Linked DNA regions of Mus musculus: all the other regions are linked to region 1. The links are chromatin contacts, called in public Hi-C and promoter capture Hi-C maps. All regions are on one chromosome and are shown on one strand. Each heading gives the region's core, a stretch centred on a gene start, on an enhancer-like site or on the middle of the called end of the contact. The rest is flanking DNA. Distances are from core to core; before and after follow the strand shown.

Evidence for each region. Promoter capture Hi-C pulls out the DNA fragments that hold promoters and counts their contacts. A called contact is a pair of places that touch in the nucleus more often than the background predicts.
Region 2: a contact with region 1 is called in a Hi-C map of cortical neurons, with 6 times the contacts expected there. The contact joins the enhancer-like site here to the promoter of Iqsec1 in region 1. A contact is called at or near these places in 9 of 39 promoter capture datasets (the 3T3-L1 cell line, cranial neural crest, frontonasal cranial neural crest and 5 more), 4 of 15 datasets of contacts at CTCF or cohesin (the NIH/3T3 cell line, embryonic stem cells, large pre-B cells and 1 more), 107 of 484 Hi-C or Micro-C datasets (3T3-L1-derived adipocytes, the AML12 cell line, B cells and 63 more), 14 of 115 datasets of contacts at active chromatin or transcription factors (astrocytes, bone marrow-derived dendritic cells, cardiomyocytes and 10 more) and 1 of 9 other capture datasets (embryonic stem cells).
Region 3: a contact with region 1 is called in a promoter capture Hi-C map of hippocampal neurons, with 4 times the contacts expected there. The contact joins the enhancer-like site here to the promoter of Iqsec1 in region 1. A contact is called at or near these places in 9 of 39 promoter capture datasets (cranial neural crest, embryonic stem cells, frontonasal cranial neural crest and 5 more), 26 of 484 Hi-C or Micro-C datasets (the AML12 cell line, adipose-derived mesenchymal stem cells, brain and 19 more) and 6 of 115 datasets of contacts at active chromatin or transcription factors (astrocytes, embryonic basal ganglia, embryonic hindbrain and 3 more).

Annotation. Positions count from the first base shown.
Region 1 is chr6:90,808,209-90,812,004 of GRCm38.p6, reverse strand. It overlaps Iqsec1 (IQ motif and Sec7 domain 1), which reads left to right and starts at 1,882. Exons shown (of 14, transcript NM_001134384.1): 1 at 1,882-2,237. The coding sequence starts at 2,215.
Region 2 is chr6:91,283,007-91,286,802 of GRCm38.p6, reverse strand. No RefSeq gene overlaps it. Among named protein-coding and RNA genes, the nearest start is that of Fbln2, 72 kb to the right of the region's middle. Within about 2 kb of position 1,637, at least 64 of the 459 cell types and tissues checked have an H3K27ac peak or open chromatin away from gene starts, as enhancers often do. A contact at or near this core is called in the N1E-115 cell line, brain, cerebellar granule neurons and 16 more, where this site is marked.
Region 3 is chr6:91,258,077-91,261,872 of GRCm38.p6, reverse strand. Fbln2 (fibulin 2) reads right to left here. Exons shown (of 18, transcript NM_007992.2): 9 at 2,103-2,243. Among named protein-coding and RNA genes, the nearest start is that of Fbln2, 47 kb to the right of the region's middle. Within about 2 kb of position 1,917, at least 103 of the 459 cell types and tissues checked have an H3K27ac peak or open chromatin away from gene starts, as enhancers often do. A contact at or near this core is called in adipose-derived mesenchymal stem cells, cerebral cortex, embryonic fibroblasts and 1 more, where this site is marked.

The sequences.
Region 1 (3,796 bases), core at 633-3,132:
GTCTTACAATTCTACCCAGGGGCAGGCAGTCATGCAAGGCTGACTACCACTCACTCACACCTCAGGCATCTGGTCACAGTTGAAGTGGACAGGTGCAGTCTGCCACACCATTTCTGTGACTCTGAAACCTTGTGTGTTCACATCTTCAAAGTTGAACCAAGCAGTCTGACTCTCACTTGGTGATAGCATGCTCCTGTACTTTCTGTTGCTTCCTGAAACTCAGGAACTTCTGGGGTCTCAAGTTAAGAGACCAGCTGGAATGTCAACATTATGGAGTTTCCTTTATCTGACTGGTGCCAGGCAAAGAACATCAGGTGTGAGAACAACTGTGTGCTGCACTCAATGCTTTGTCAAAGCCTGAAAGCTTTGGCAGCTGTTTTTGAGTGTGGAGGTCTTTATCACTCACTCTTCTTTAAAATACAGCAGGATCAAGATGTGTGTGCCTCTCTGGAAGAGCAGCCAGAAAAGAGACAGGCATACAATGGATGTCATGGGTCCAAAAGGAGGACAAGAAGCAGCCCAGGATGGGGCCTTTAGAGCAGAGTGCACACAGGGTGGACAGTTCTCAATCACAGCTTCAGTTTACTCGTCTGTGATATGAGAGTGGGAAAAGCAGCTCCTCTTTAAGAAGTTTGAAAGCACAAGCACACAGGTGGGGGTGTTAGTACCCACACCCCCCCAGGGTGCCTTTATGAGCAGCTGTGGTTAATGACACACATTTCTGGAAGGACCTCTTCTGATGCTGTGGTGGTATCCTGATCTTGATAAAATACAGAGCAACTCAATCAAGGAGAGAGAGTGGACCAGTTTACCATGTGCTAAGCCTACATAAATCTGAATTATTCCTATGACAGCATTCTTCTGGGGAGGGGGGCTCTCATGGAAAGACTGGCCATTCCTAGAGCCCCCTGTATTTTGGCTACCCAGCTGCTTCAGCAGTTTCTACGCTGCATACAAGGACACTTCGCCAGATGAATGAGTTCCTCCTCATCTGGCCTCTGTCCCTCTTTGCTGTGTAACCTTCCATAAGTTTTTCATTGCCTCTGAGATCCATTTTCTCTGTAATAAAAGAACAGAACTCAAGAGTGAAGCCTCCCTCTTCCCCCAACTTCAGTGGGTCTGAGAAGCTAAAAGAATGGAACAAAGAAAATAGCCTGGCAACTGCCACCCTCATCCAGAGGGTTCACACTCTCACTACCTTCCCTGGAGGCAGCTTTGCAAGTGAAGACTCAGGCCAAAGTGCTGGCTGGGCCACCCTGTGTCTGTTAGTCCTAAATGAATGAGGACCCCCTCCACCTACCCCACCCCCCCACCCTCGTGCCTCCTCAGGATTTGATGTGTGCATAACAAGCTATGTCAGTTACTGTATGTGGTCAGCCCTCCTGAACCAGTTACACAACTGTCATGATCCCATTTTACAGTATCACATCTGAAATTCCCAGGAGACACTCTGCTTGCTGAAGTCTCATGGCCCCTAACTCCAGGACACAAGATCTCCTGAGTTCTTAGTTTAGTGGCTCCTATGTTTCCATGCCAGGGACGGGAAAGCTGCCCTGGAAAGCAATGCCATCATTACATTCTTCGGGCTGCGAGTGCATTTTAGCAACAGATTTCCAGGTTTCCAGTGAGGGCCAGAAGGAGCCACCTCATTGGTCTCAGCGCCAGGGCTCTTGGTTTTGCAGCCGCACCCACAGGGCGGCCCTGTTTGATGCTGCAGTTGCCATGGCAACGAGCACTTTGGCGATTGGTCCAGCGAGGCCGCACTACGTTGCTCCTGGAAGGAGGGGGCGCTCCTGCACTCCTGTCCCTCCTCCGGATGCTGCGAGAGCAAACCGGCACAGACACCCCCCTCCTCCAGCCCTCCCCTCCTCATCCCAGCGCACTGCCACCCCGGATGTGCGGGAGGGAAAATTCCCAAGGAAGTCCCAGGTAGCAGCGAGGCAGACGCCCCCGCCCAACCTGGCGACCATGGTGACTCGACGTCTTCCCAGGCTTCTGGGCACAGTGTAAACCCTGCGTAGGAGGACCTGTTTGGAGCCCCCTGCCACATTACATCCAGCATATCTAGATGAACCTGCCAGTCCTGGGAAAGTGACTGCCCTTGGCTTTCATTTTCTTCCTTTCCACCTCGCTTGAGCATCCTGTTCCTCCTCTGAACCACCTTGAGCCTCCTCAGCCCAGGCAGGAGAGAGAAGGAAATCAGACTTGGGCAGGATGGCTTGCCGAAGACGCTATTTGTGAGTATGCAAGACAAGTTTATCCTAAAGCCTGAGGCAGAAAGGACCACTACTCATGTTGAAGTGAGGGGCTTGGTGGAGGTGGGGTGGCTGCTCTGCAGGTGGCGTCCAGGGGGAGCAAGCTTTCGTCCAATGTTTGTACCCCTGCGGCAAAGGCAGTGTTGTTGATGATGAGGGGGAAAAGAATCTTAGTCAGCAAGTCTTCCTTGAGCTGTGAAAGTCCCCTACTGAAGCAGGCACCCTCCTCCTAATCCACATCCACAAATGAGGGTCCCAGACTCATGGCCGTGGTCTAGGCTTTTGTCAGTGCCCTTGACAGACCTATTTAGGGAAAGCTTTGATACTCAGCAAGCCCATGGCTTGCACCCAAGCCAGGTGGAAGGCCAGCAGCAGGCTGAGATAGTGGCAGGAGATGGCCTTCTCCATAGACAGGTGAAGGTGGCAGCAGTGTCCAGCTGTCAAGCACAGGTGTAATGTGCCGGTACTGAGCACCCGTCTGCTGGGCCTGATGCCAGCAGCGGAGGTGGTGAAAGTCGGGCTTAGGGTGGTGACATCACGGGACTGGGTATTTATGGAAGCAAAGCTGTGCTTAGTGAAGCCAGGCTTCCCAGGGGGCAGTGGGATTCAAATGCCAGCTTCCTTCTAGGCTCTCTGGGGGCTCTGCTGGTGCTGTTCTGGGAAGAGAAACCTTTGCCCTATGTGGGCACTCTAGGCCCTGGGGACTGAATGAGACTTGGGTCTGGTCTCAGTCTGCCCTAGTACTACCTGCTCAGTGCTTGGAAGCTGATAGAGACAGTTTGGTAATCTTGGACCTTTCAAGGTTTAAAAGCAAGGCATGACGTTCTTGAATTGGGATCAGCCACCAGGACTAGGAGAGGAGGCTTGCAACAGTTTTTAGGAGGTCATCTGGGAAATTCAAACTCTCTTCAGACTGGCTTTGAACTCCAAGAGGCCCCCAAGCCCCATCAAGGGCCCTCTGAGCCCTCCTTAGGCCTTGCCTCCTCCCCTCCTGAGAGGGGCGGATCCCATGCTAATGAGCCTGAAGGAAAGTAAACCTTGCCTGTAGCTGCATAATCAGGCTGGGCCCCTGCAGGAGGCTCTGGAAAAGCTTGTGAGTTCTTTGGTGTTTGAGGGGACCACACAGGGTCCTTGCTCTCCGTGGCAAGACCAGAAATAGTAGCGCTCTTCCTAGCATGGAACTTCATCTCACCTTCTCACCTTCGGGGAAGGTACTTTCCTGGCAGCAGCCTCCTTCCTCCTGCCACTCCTTCAATGGCACAGGAGCCTTTAGTGTCAAAAAAAAAAACTGACAACTTGCAGAGGCCACTGCAAGTTGCTGTGGAGGGAAGATGTCATTAGCATGAAATGTGACAGTTCTCACAGAGAGCAGCTGGCCCCTGGGCCTGTTTCCAAAGCTAGGGAACACCTTCTGAAAGATTTTGCCTGGACAGGAATGAAGACAACCCCTGCCCCCATTTTAAAATGGGGAAACGGAGACTGGACAAATCACCTCTGAAAACCTGGTGTGCACTGGCCTAGATGTTGGACTTTTCATGGAA
Region 2 (3,796 bases), core at 388-2,887, 480 kb before region 1:
GTGGTCAGAAAGGTTGACGGGGCTTCGAGCCTCTAAAAATTTGCGCGAACAGAACAGACGTGGTCAGAAGGCAAGAGTGTATGGGTAAAGAGAGAGAGCACAGCCCCGCCCTGGAGTCCTTCTCAGTTTCCACTGACTCCCTGTAGGCAAGCCACTTCCTACTCTTTGTCCTAGCAGATCTGTCTAGGACAGTCTTCCCTGACTTTATCTCTTTCCAACAGCGTCCCCCAGCCCTACCCATTAGCCATGATGTGGATGTATTGATTGTCCCTGTGCAGAAGTGAACCTGGCCTAGGTACTTCGCGGTAGAGGCTTGGAATGGGCCCTCTTCATCACCCTACATGCCTCTAGTCAGCGAACTTGAGCTGATTCGGCTGCAGGCCCTCTAATGTGTCAGGCAACAAGCCCCGCACTATAAGCATTCGCCCGCTGCGGGATGCTGTCCACTACAGTCTGCACACCAGTGGGCAGCCTCCGAGGGGCGTAGACTGTATGACGCGGGAGGACAACCGAGAGCACAACGACCAAGGGCGACGGTCTCTGCTGGGAGGAAGAGGGTGGTCTGGCACTGAATTTGCCTCCCAAATCAACCTGGGGGAGCCTCTCATTGTTCTTGTCTCGCCAGGAGGAGAAAAGTTTAGTCTAAATGCCGTCTGGTCCTCACGAGCACCTGCCAGGACACAGTGCTCAGCGACTTGCTTCTCTGTGTCTCCACTGCTGAGGCCCCGCATCGCCCAACCTACTAGTCAACCGTGCTGTGATGGGCAGGAACATGTGTACATCTGGGAGTGATCCAGGTTTCCTGTCGCAACCCGGTGAACCCGCTACTCGCAGCAATCTCATCTCACAAGGCAGGAAAATCAGACACCAAGAAGTCTAGGAACTTGCCTATGTCTCACAGATGGGAAAAGGCAGAACGGAGATCTGAATTCTGCGGGACAGGACAGGGCCGTGGGCTGCAGTGTCTAAGCCCTGCTCTCTACTGAAACCCTTAGCGCACCAGCCCTGCGATCTGGAGCAGAGACCTGCAATCAGCAGGGCTCAGAGTGTGTGATCTCCGGGTAGAAAGTTCTAGGACCTGCGCCTCGGCTTTCCGCGGACCAGCGCCTAGCGCCCCTGCGCCTGGATAGCTTTCTGCCAGAGCCACCGCTCGGACACACGCACTGACGATCCGCGACGCTCGCAGCGCCTCCTGGTGGCGTCCAACATCCTCAGCGGCGGTGGCTTTGGCGCACGCCCTAGCTGCACTGGCCAAAGGCGGCTGGCCACGCTAGGGACTGGCACTCAGCAGCTGAGCTTCGCCACCTGCCGCTGGAGTCCGGGCTCTTCCTGAGAGTCCCGGCATGCCTGCCCCATGGCTCCAAGCCAGGCTGAAAGTCAGAGCCCGGAGTCAACGGCCCGACTTCACCGCGGCCTCCCCGTGAGCAGCTGTCCCGCTCTGGATATGTGGGCCCTGAAGAGGGACCCGGGAGTGTCCACCTGTGGCCACGCTGACTACGCTGCGCACCCGCCAGGCCCACATCCTGCCCCGGTGGGCGCGAGCAGGCAACGGCGCCCACCCTGCTTATCACTGCAGAACGGAGAGCGGGAAATGCCAGGGCCCGGGGCACGGAAAAGGGCGGAGAGCTGGTCCCTAAAGCCACGTGGGTTGGGAATATGCCTCTGGGTCAAGTGCCCAGGGACTTGATCTTCCGGCTACACTGCCCTGTCCTCGAGAGCTTTTCAAACTGGTGACGCAAACATCAATTTGGGGAGGGAAGGGGAGGGGTGTACAGCCAAAATAATGCCCCCCTCCCTGTGCGGCCCCGCCTTAGTCACTGGTCTCTTCACAGCTAGATCTCAGGCTACGGGGGATGGGGAAGCCGGGGGAGGGGGAAGCCGAAGGCAGGCCCAAGTCTAACAAAGGACTGGATGCTCCCTAAGCCCGAGCCAAGACTGTTTCCATGGTAACCCTCTTCAAGGATAAAGGAAAGGCTTGGTTCCCCCAACACGATGCTACTAGCTGTGAGAAGGGGAGCTGAGCCTTAGAACACAGGTAGGGAGACTGAGTTTGGGGAAAGGATAGGGACATGTTGCAAGTTCCCCTACTATCCAAGACACCCAGGTTTCCCACTGAAAGTCCATCATGTTTCCTAGAGCACCTGTTTCCTGAAGCCCCCGCTATTTCACACTGAGGACAGGAACACTATCTGTAAGTGACCAAGCTCTGAGGAAGCTACACTTCTCTAGGGAGAGGAAGAGCACGGTGGTGAGGAGGGTCATCATGGAAGACCTGGTGGCCAGCAAGGGCATGCCTGAGAAAACACATGGGGTAGTGGGGCCTTCTGGAAAAGAGGAAAGGAAAGAGGCCTTCTGAACATCAGGAAGCAATGTCTGGGGCAAAGGGAGTGGTCCCAGGCCAGGCAGCAACTTTAGCCTACCGAGCATCTGGGAGATGTGGCGGCTCCAGGGAACCCTAGGTGGGCAGGGGTAGGTTAGCCCAAGCAGTCAGGCACTGCAGAAAAGGGCTGTATCCACAGAAGCAAGTCTCCTGCAGAGGCACGCTGGGGCATTGGAGGCTAGCAGCAAGAGAGACATGGGGCAGGGATCAGGCCGGAGCAGCTAGGTCTGCACACGAGGATGGTCTGAAATAGAGAAGCTTACGGAGGGATGGGGTCAAGTTCGGGAATGTCCTCAGAGTTCATTCTGCAGAACTCACCAGGGGTGTGAATGTTGGGGAACAGAGGGGGGGAGATCTAGAATGTTCTGGGGTCCAATAGATAGAATATGGGAGTGTGAAAGAGGAGTCATATTTCTAGCCCAAAGCAATGGAGTTGCCAAGGGGCTATCTCTCCTCCCTCCTGTTCCAGCTTGGACTACCCTATGCACACCTTTCTCATTCACCCCTCTCATGGTCACCCAACCCACTGCTGCATTTTTGCTCTGCCCATAGACTGAACATTTTGACAAACACAACTGTCGACTATCTGAAAAAGACCTGCCTTTCCACTGAGCTGTGTGCGCAAGGTTGTTTAAATTCTCTACAAACATTTCTTTGCTTTATGCCACACCTGGTGCCACTAACTGGGACTCAGTTTACCATCATCATAGCCCCTTCTTCCCCCTCACTCCTCCTTCTCCTCCATGCAGAACCCCGCCTTACTCCTACCTGTTTAGAAGCAGCCATGTCTGGAGCCACAAGTGGGATGTTATGCAAAGGCCATGTGGTCTGGAGGAGACTCCCCAAGAGGACAGGTTAGTCTGGGGCACAAATTTCAGTGTGCAGGCGGTGTACAGTGAGTAGGCCAGGGTATGGCTGCCAAGGCTGTGCTGTTCACAGTGAAGAAGCTGAGGCCTCCCAGCCTCAACCACAGAGAGAACAGCCCAGACTTGGGTCATGGCACACTTGGCCTTCTTGGTGCTGGAGTTCTTGTCCCCCAGCCGTGGTAAAAGGAACCTTATTCTCTTTGGGCCTGACCTTTGGAGGCAGGATAGTATTCAGAAAGCCTCAATCCCAGCTACCATCCCTCGGGCTCTGCCAACCTCCCACAGGGATGGCTCGGCTGGCCCAAGGGCGTTGGCCTGATGACTCGGCTATGGGTGGGAACTTCAGGCACAAACCCTGACCCTGATGCCGAAGCCCTGGAGCCAGCACAGCAGCACTACTGTCCCTTCCTGTTCCCACCCTTCCTGAGCTTCAAAGGGTCAAAGTCCTAGAACAGGGAGGACAGAAACCTTAGTGTCAGCCAAGCAGAACTGGCCTTGAGCTTCCGATCTGATAAAATGGACAGAAAGGAGGATGAGTCTCTGACTACCC
Region 3 (3,796 bases), core at 668-3,167, 450 kb before region 1:
TGATGTACAGCTGAATAGGCACAGGGAGATGGGCACCTAGGACCCTAGGAGTTTCCCACAGCTAAGAGGCCTCAGAGTATTGTATGACAAGAGTCACTACTCACAAAAGATCCCCAGGGGTCAGGAAGCTACAAGAACTGACCAGACTCACTGTCTTGTAATACAGAGGTGGCCATTTCACAGATGAGGAGATCTTTCACCCCAAAGGGATGCCACTGGACTGAATTACGCAGCCAGCAAATATGGAATCTAGGGCGCTTGCTCCGAGCTACAGGCTTTTCTCGCTGCCTGCTTCCCGTTGCAAAGTCCTCAGAGCAGGGCTTTGCCATTCCTACTCTCTGCAGTCCAGCCAGCATAGCTGTGGAACTTTCTTAAGAGTAAAGCATATAGGGGGCCCTGGCAGAGGCCACACCAAGCTGTCCCCAGCTTCTAGGCCTCAGCTTCTAGCTCAGGGAACCCTGCTAGCATTCCTCCTGGGGACTAATGCACCCGGTCTCCATGGTGACCTTCAGATGCAGATGCCTCTTTTGTGGAGTGGGGAAACTAGGGCTCAGAGAGGTTATGGACTTCAGTGAAGCCACACTCATCCCAGCATGGTCCTGCTCCTCCCCTATCTGAGTTCCTGCACCTGAGCAGAGCAACTGCAGAACCCCCGAGCCCCCAAGTGATGTTGGCTTGAAGTGGGAGGAGAGTGACTGATAGCTTGTGCAGAATAAAGAGGGAAGCAATGCAGAGCTGGTTCATAAATCTTGCTGAATGGAATGTATCTTGGCTTTCTCATCCGTGGGCTCATCTTTCAGCCGCTAAGAACCCTGCAGCAGAGGTCATAGCTGCCAAGCCAGGGAGTGGCAAATGGGGGGACATCCTGAGAGGGGACCCACATGCCTCCCAGCGCACACACACACACACACAAACCCAGTCCACCCAGGAGGAACTGCCATCACTGGCAAGCACATCAGGAGGGCCATGTTGTACCGTGGGTGCAGCGAGGCAAACATGTCAGCCAGCACTGCTGCCCAGCGGTGCAGGGGAGGAAGAGGACATGTCCAGGCTGGACATGGTCCCCAAGCACAGGCAAGACAGACAGGACTCTGGCCGCAAGCCCTGAGCACTGTGTGCCCTGGTCCCACCTCCACACCTCTGTCCCAACTGTCTTCAAAACTGTCCTGTTTTGTGGCTTTTCCCATCGCCAATTCCCACCCATCCTTGGGAATAGGTGGAGCTATTCCTCTTTCCTCTGGGTGCCAGTTGGCAAGAGTGAAGTCTCCCTTTGCCTGTTTCCCCATCATTGCATCAGCCAGTCTGCCTGACTTCTCCTCTACTCAGTGTTATCTCTGAGATGCAGGAAGCCAGGGCTTACATTTTTTCCTCAGTGAGAATACCAGGTAACTCAGACACAAGACAGTATGGAGTCCTTCCTTGTCCACAGAACTCCAGAATCCCAGCCCCGGCCTATTCAGGCATAGATAGACAAGAGGCCCAGCCACGTGCAGGTTTACACAGGGCTCACATCTTCCTTGTCCATTGAAGGAAGGCTCAGAGGGGAAAGTAACATTTGTTCAGGGTCACACAGCAAATGGATGTTGAACTGGGCCAGCTGGACCAGGACAATCTACTTGCCTCTCGGGAGATCCCAGATAAATCTACAAGCAAGCTAAGTGGCCGAGGTAACAGGATGTGTGACCCAGACTATGTGCACACGGCACATGCACCCGAATCCTCGTCGCTGTCAGTAGCTTCCAATAACTGAGAAAAGACAAGAGCCAGAGCCACTGGGGTCCTGCCTCCCACCCAGGCCTCCCTGCTTCCACACTGCTACATGGCCCTGCTGTCCACATCTGGCCTTCCTGTCTCTGGCCCATCCCTGAGACATCCCATTAGCTTTCTGAGTCACGGGCATATCTGGGAACACAGCCATGGAGAACAAGCGGGACAAGACACCAGGACACGAGGGTATGACACAGAGCTCGGCAGGCTGCTGTGTGGGAGCTCACATGCAAAGGGTAGTAGGCCCTTTAGCATGTGGCACTATGTGGTGGGTTGGCGTGGAGCAGAGCAGACAGCCGTGACGTGGGCGGCGGCAGGCAGGGGCTCTAGCTTACCCACACACTTCCTATGTGCGTTGAGGATATAGCCCTCTGCACACAGCACTGTGTGGTTGACACAGTAGAAGGATCCCAGGGTGTTCACACAGAACTGTTTCCAGCTACAATCGTGAGTGCCCATCAAACACTCGTCTTGGTCTAATGACAGCCACGGAAGGAAAAACAGAAGGCTGTTAGAGAGGCGTGTCTGCCAGGGGCATCCGGGGAGAGAGAGATAAAGAACCTGTGTGCGCCTGTCAGGGGGCAGCTGAACCTTAGACCCAAGTTGAGTTTGTAAAACTCAAAGATGTTAGAGCTGCCCCTACTGCCCAGTAAGGGCAGATGGAGAGAGACTCAGAGAGGATAAGCAGCCAGCCCAGAGTAAACCCCAGGCAGCAAACTTTCCCCAACCCATGCTTGGTAATAATGCCCAAGTCTACAGCAACCAAAGAGATAACAACAGTAGGGTCTGAAATTTCAAGGGCTCTGGGGTTCCAGGCCAGTATCATTCACAGAAGGGGATGGGGAGGAGGGCTCCAGAGGCTGCCAGGCTAAGGCTATACAGAAGGGCCTCCATGAAAAGAAGCTTTATGAAGTTTCTCCAGAAACTCAAATCTGGAGATATTTTTAAAATCCTCAGGCTGTCCCAGCAGAGAATCCCTGTGATTATTCCTGAGAACAAAAGGAGACAGGCCTCCTCCTGTGTGGGAGCTGTACATGCCCTCACAGGTGTGTCTTTGCAGCCTCTGCCCTGTTCCCCTCCACTCTTCCTGCTGCAGTGCGCCAGTGTCTGGCAGAGGCAGTAGACTGGGCCTCGGGCAGCAGGTCCCTGAGAGGGGTCAGAGCTGAGAGCCCTGGGGAGAATCAGAGCTCAAAGAACACATTATCCCCTGGGTCTGTTGTCTCCATCATCAGAGAGAAAGGCCAATCAGTTGTCACCAGGCTCTGTGCTTTAGCACCTTCTCTGGACTCACTGGAGGGTGTCAGTTACATACAGAGCCTCTAGAGTATGTGGGATGTGAGCTTCAGAGAAGAACGTGGGCATCCTTTTGGACAAGCCTGATCATTCTATGCAGATATTCAGACCATGCCTTCTGAGCCTGAGCCCATACATATCCTAGACTTGGCTCTCTATCCTGCTTCTGCTAAGACAGGAGGGGTAAGATCCTAGGACCCTCAAACTAGTTCAAACAAAACTCACTGAGGAAGCCAACCAATAGGCGTCAGAACCACTGTTCCCGTTGTATACTGTGTACTGAGAGGTCCTATCTACATGACATTGGTGGCGGTGAGCTTCCTCTGCCAGTCACAATGACATGAAGAGTGATGTTCTTCACTGTGACTGGCAGAGGAAGCTCACCGCCACCAATGTCAATTCCCTCTCCATGACTGCAGGCATGTGGGGGAGGAGGTCACTTCTGGATGCTGCCACCAACACAGTGACACATCCAACACAGTGACACATCGCTCCCTTCTCTCTTTCTCCACCTTGGGCTGGAGCATGGATGAACTCAGAGATCACAAAGTAAGCTTAGCCTTGTAGACCACACCAGCCCTCAGGGAGCAGTGAGTTGAGAATGGTCCATATCTGGCATGAGTCCTGATTAGAACACAAGTTCAAAGCTTATCCAGACCCCTAGTGAGGTTGTCTGGAGGGTCAGCAGAATTCCCAGGAATCTGTGTCCAATGGGCCTTCAGGTGATGCGGTACAC